2 separate regions of the Sus scrofa genome follow, and region 1 is linked to region 2. Evidence: chromatin contacts called from public Hi-C data. All regions are on one chromosome and are shown on one strand. The core of a region is the stretch at or near the end of the contact, and the rest is flanking DNA. Distances in the headings are between cores, read along the strand shown. Region 1 holds the start of GNPDA2 (glucosamine-6-phosphate isomerase 2). Region 2 holds the start of GUF1 (translation factor GUF1, mitochondrial).

Region 1 (2,700 bases), core at 143-2,642, 52 kb after region 2:
TTGGGGTAGAACTTATCTTCATTTTTCAGATATAGAAAACTGCAACTCAGAAGTTTATTACTGAAGTATAAAGCTATTAAGCGGTGGAGGATCTATCTGACTGAAAGATATATGCTCCAAAAATGCCTTATAAAGAAGAACCATTTAGAATCCTTGTTAAAAAGATTCCCAGGGCCCTTCCCCTGGACATGATGTTTCAACAGTTCTGAAATAGGGTCCAGAGAATCTGGACCTTTACAAATACAAGTGATTCTTACAATCAGGATAAATTTGGAAAAGAACACCATATAAGATGAGTTCATTGCACAGAGGATCAAGAAACCTCTCAGACCAAGTACAGGCATGTTTTGTCCTCTTAAACTCTTCCCTGAGCTCACAGTTCACTTCCAAATTCCCAAATGAATCACTGCACCCAGAAGAAAGTAGAATGTTTTTGGAACATGTGTTTAAATTTTAAAATGTGTCTTTTGCCAAAATGTGGTTTTGCCAATCCTCAGAAGTCCAAACTGCTGTGGCCCTCGACCATTCTCTGATATCACGACCCAATAGCACTCAGAAAATGACACAGCGTCACCCTGCCCTCATATTCCTCTGGTGCTGATTCATTTGGGGTATGGATCCCTTGGAAAAAAGAGCCATGGAACACGAATCTGAGAACTCTAAAGCTGGATGGGAACTTCTAGATGACTTGAGTAACACAGCTATTTTAGAATCTATACTAGAATCTGGAATCAAGACTTCCAGAATCCCTGCTCTGAGCTTTTCCGAACACCACATCACAGCTGACCTGAAAAGACCTCTGAAGCCCGACCAGGAAGGGGGCCTGCAGGGCAGGGGTCTGGATCCCGACGAGGGCTAAGAAGCGGCAGAGAAGGCCGTGGTCCCTACCCAGAAGGCGGGGGCTGCAAACCCACACTGCCGGGCTGCCAGGCCCCCGTCTCTCCGCAAACCGTAACGAATACAAATGAGGATGACTATTAGGAATTTTTAAGAAGTGTCAGGAAAAGGCCGCCAAAGGGAGAGACGGCTATAGCCCTGTCCCAGAGACCCAGTTCGAAGAGCACACCCAGCCAAGTTGGAGGGGGGTAAGGCTGAGGACACCACGGCCCCCGCCTTGAGACTTCCCGGATCCTAATCCGCCCCGCGTCCCCATCTCAACATAAAGCCCTCCCACGGGGACGACGCCCAGCGGGGCCCCTAGCCGACTCCCCTTCTGGGTCCATCCCGGTGGACTCACCCGCCGACCCACTGACTCTCCCGACGCCGTAACAGGGGGAAGAACCAACACCCAGCCACTCTGGAACCAGCAGAGCCGGGCGTGGAGCGCGGAGCTCAAGGACCCGGATGTAAACCTGGCGCAGAAGGGACGGCGGCGCGGCCTGTGGGTGCTGCGCATGCGCGCGCTTCTTGCTTGCTAGGGATGAGCCGCGTAAAGGTCCTTGTGAGTTAAGCAATACAGGAAACCCTGCCTTAACGTGAGTCTCGAGATCCTGGGCCCTTGCCTCCACACTTTTTTTTTTTCATCCCTCAGAGGTTGAATTGCGATAGAGTCTTTGGGTTAATGAGATTTAGCATGTAGGACTGCAAGGCCCGTACATCAGCATTACTTTAGTTGCTGCTTATAATAGCAATATGAATTCTCTCTCTACTCCAAGCTGTTGAATGTCTCCTTTGCAAGCAGAGTGACAGCTAAGCGCTTTTTATCAATAAGCTCATCAAAGTCAAGTTTAACGTGCTGCAGAAGGGCAAACTGTGTACCATGGGAAACCTTGAAGTGGTTCAGAGGCGATTTTGATGAGATACGAACTTGTGCTGAGGTTGTAGGAAAGGGAAGCAGAATCAGCTTTGAACTGAGTATTGCAAATCTTTGTTCATGAGGGAAATGAGGAAGTTGTTAAGAAAGTATCAGTCACTCAAAGAAGTATCATGTGAGTCCCAATAGGAACATTTAGAATTCTGATAGGACCTATAATCTGACTACCTGCATGAGGTGACAGGCAAACTCGTTTCCTTGTACACTACAAAGTTAAGATAAATGTGTAACACTATGTCCCCAAATTCCTTAACTGAAGTTCTGCACCTGAGTTGTAAATCCAGCCAGCTTCTCTAAGTCAAATGAATCCCCCAACTTACATTTTTTAAGGCAAGAACAGTGTTCCATTTCCATATATAACTTCAAACAGCAACGTTTCTCTGCACTATAGCCTTGAGTTAGCTTACAAAGGCAGTTTTTAATACCTCCCCAGTACTATAATTTATCATCTAACAAAAATCAATTGTACAACTACTGTAGTCAAAAAGACCTGCAAGTAAAAAAGAGCCTTGCAGGGAATATTCTTGGACCACAGAGGGATGTTTTTGTAACATATTCTTTCTCAGCGGTTCTACTTATGTGTTTCTAACACTAGAAGAATAAGTTCTGCTCTTGCTATAAGTGCTAACAATGGTTAATTCTACTTTAACTGCATTGTGTCATATCCTGTCTTCCTTTTCTCTCAAGCTGGTGTTTCTCACCTCTTGCAACTCATATGCCATGCTCTTTGTACCAGGATGAAAGCAAGCAATTACTGCCATCAAAAGCAAAATATGTAATACTAAGCAGGAAAATTGTTTTGACAAGGACAGGGATGAATGTGCTGAGTCATTCATTTGTCCATTCGAGAAATGTTTACTGTTTAAGTACCAGACACCAACACAAGG
Region 2 (2,700 bases), core at 170-2,669:
ACCTGAAATTATGAAAACTGATTTGTTGTAGCTAATTTGTACATTCTTAGTGGCTATATTATCATTATTTTAAAACGTAATAAAGCAAATTCATATACATTATACATTTAGCATATGGATATAATGAACTTTTATAGGAAAATTCTCCTAGGAATTATATAAATTCATCTACAAGTTATCTAACTACATGGATCCTCCATTCCCTCCTTCATAAAACACAAAATTTTTACCTACCTCTTAAGGTACTCAAGATACCTCTTAGGTATCTTTATCTCATCAACTTAATTTTATTTTTCCTTATGCTTCATAATATACCTAAATTATTAATCAATAAATACATATATAACATACATGTGTATGTATGTATGTGTATACATAAATTTGTGTATAAAATACAAAGACTAAACTGGATTTTGAATAGGAACAATTAACAGGCAGGGGAAAGTTGTAAATGTTCAATACATAGTCTCTGCTATGATTATTATGATTGTCGACAACAACAACAAAACACAGAAAACTGCAAATAAGAGAACGGGTTTATTTGTGGTTTTAAGTATTGTAATTCACAAGGCACCCATAGGAGCAGTGACTCAAACGGACTCCAGGGTAAATGGAAAACGGCAGGGGTTTATAAAGGCAACTTACTAGACATTGCACAGAAGGTTATTTTTATACAACTATGATTGGTGCCAATGGGTGGTCTAAGAATGGCCTGATCAAAAGTTTATGCTGCATCCAGGTGTGGACATGTGTAAGTTCCAGTAGCCTCCCGGCTCCATTTTAGATCCCTTGACATAAATGACCTCATTTTGTTGTTCATGTCCCATAGCTTTTAGGTGGAAATAAAGTTGGATCAATAGAAGGTATCTGTGTTTACTCTTGTGTTCATTATTTACAGTCACTCAACAATACAATGGTGAACTCAACGCAGCTGTTTTCTTCTCGGTGCCAAACCCTACGTGCGGCAGAAAAGCCTCTGGGAGACAGTGGGAAACAAAGGATGTGGTATACAGATCTCATGATCCTCATCGTTATCCTCCTCCACCTTAATTGGCTGGAGCTCTGCCACCGGCAAGATAAACACTGTCGAAGTGGTCAACCGTAGACCATAAAGGCTTAAAGGGAGTTCAGGATGTAACTTTTCTTTACCCTCACTTCTGGCCCCAACTTTTCCTAGGATACATTACTGCAATAAATTTTACCGCCTGTTTCCACTCAGATGTACCTCAATATTAGTGACAGCACAGACAACATGGAGAATACATCTGGACTTCTGGATTTTAAAAGTCACTGAAGTATTTTACCATTTGGTAAGAAGCTAAAACTCAACCTTTTGCTAAAAGCACGACACAGCTCCCGAGAGCTTCCCTCACGTGACTTCCCTGCAGCCTCGCGCGGAGGCACGCTGACGTCACGGCGACGTGCGACGTGAGGTCGTCGACGAGCGGCGCTGCGTCTCCAGTATCCCTGTCGGGGCTGCTAGTTGTGCGGCGCTGCCCAGCTATCGTTTTCTTCTCAGCTTCTAAAAGCCCGATTGAATCTTGTCCGTTTGCCGGGAGCCGGACGGATTTGGAGGAAACTGAGCCGCGGGTGATGGCGCTGTCCCCTCTCGGGACCCTCTCGTGACGTCTCCGCGCGGGGCGATGTGGGCTCGTGCAGGGCCGGGCTGGTGGCCCGGACGGACGCTAGCGGCGTGGGCCAGCCGGTCGGCGGGTCTTGGGCCGCCCGGGGCTCTCCCCGCGTCTGCCCTGGGCCCTGCCGCCGAGCCCAGGGCTCCGGACAGGCCCTTCAGCTCTGCGGACCGCCAGGTGACCCCCCCTGAGTTTCTCCTTGGCCAGGTTTTAAAACTTGGGAAGGTGCTCCTGTTGTATTTGGGAATGTGGACGCAGGTTGCGCTTCTGTAGAGGAGGCAGTGCTGGGACGGGCTCCTCTGGGGTTCCTGAGTCTTCCACTGCTCACCAGTGTGACCTTGGGCAGGTGGCGGCCTCACTTTCCTACTTTGTAATATCAGAACTGTTTGTGTGATGCTTTGGGCTAAATATGTATTTAAGTTTAAAAACTTTTTTTTTTTTTTTTTTTGCTTCTTAGGGCCGCACTCCCAGGGAGTATGGAGGTTCCTAGGCTAGGGGTCAAATCAGAGCTGTAGCGTCTGGCTCACACCACAGCCACAGCAACGTAGGACCCGAGCAATGTCTGCGACCTACACCACAGCTCACAGCAAAGCAGGATCCTTAATGCACTGAGCAAGGCCAGGGATTGAACCCGCAACCTCATGGTTCCTAGTCGTATTCATTTCCACCACCACAAAGGGGAACTCCTGTTTGTTTATTTGTTAAATGAGGTGCCAGTGGAGGTCCCATTGTGGCTCAGTGAAACCAACCTGATTAGTATCCATGAGGATGCATGTTCCATCCCTGGCCCTGCTAAGAATCAGGCTTTGCTGTGGCTGTGGTGTAGGCCGGAGCCTGGACATTTCCATATGCCTCTGGTGTGGCCCTCCAAAAAAAAAAAAAAAAAAATGCTAATAAAACCTCCAATGGCTATGCATGACTTAAGGAGTAGAATTTTTAGGAGTTGCACTGTGGCAAAACAGGATTGGAGGTGTTTGTAGCGCTGGGGTATAGGTTCAATTCCCATCAGGGCATGTCGATTTAAGGATCTGGCACCAACTGAAGGTGAGATATGATCCCTGGCCAGGGG

The links. A called contact is a pair of places that touch in the nucleus more often than the background predicts.
Region 1: a Hi-C map of skeletal muscle shows a contact between it and region 2, with 3 times the contacts expected there. The contact joins the promoter of GNPDA2 here to the promoter of GUF1 in region 2. A contact is called at or near these places in 1 of 5 promoter capture datasets (liver), 6 of 47 Hi-C or Micro-C datasets (alveolar macrophages, embryonic fibroblasts, heart right ventricle and 2 more) and 2 of 2 datasets of contacts at active chromatin or transcription factors (alveolar macrophages and skeletal muscle).

The regions. Positions count from the first base shown.
Region 1 is chr8:35,218,135-35,220,834 of Sscrofa11.1, forward strand. GNPDA2 (glucosamine-6-phosphate isomerase 2) reads right to left here and starts at 1,393. Exons shown (of 7, transcript XM_003128949.5): 1 at 1,238-1,393.
Region 2 is chr8:35,166,200-35,168,899 of Sscrofa11.1, forward strand. GUF1 (translation factor GUF1, mitochondrial) reads left to right here and starts at 1,420. Exons shown (of 17, transcript XM_003128951.5): 1 at 1,420-1,808. The coding sequence starts at 1,644.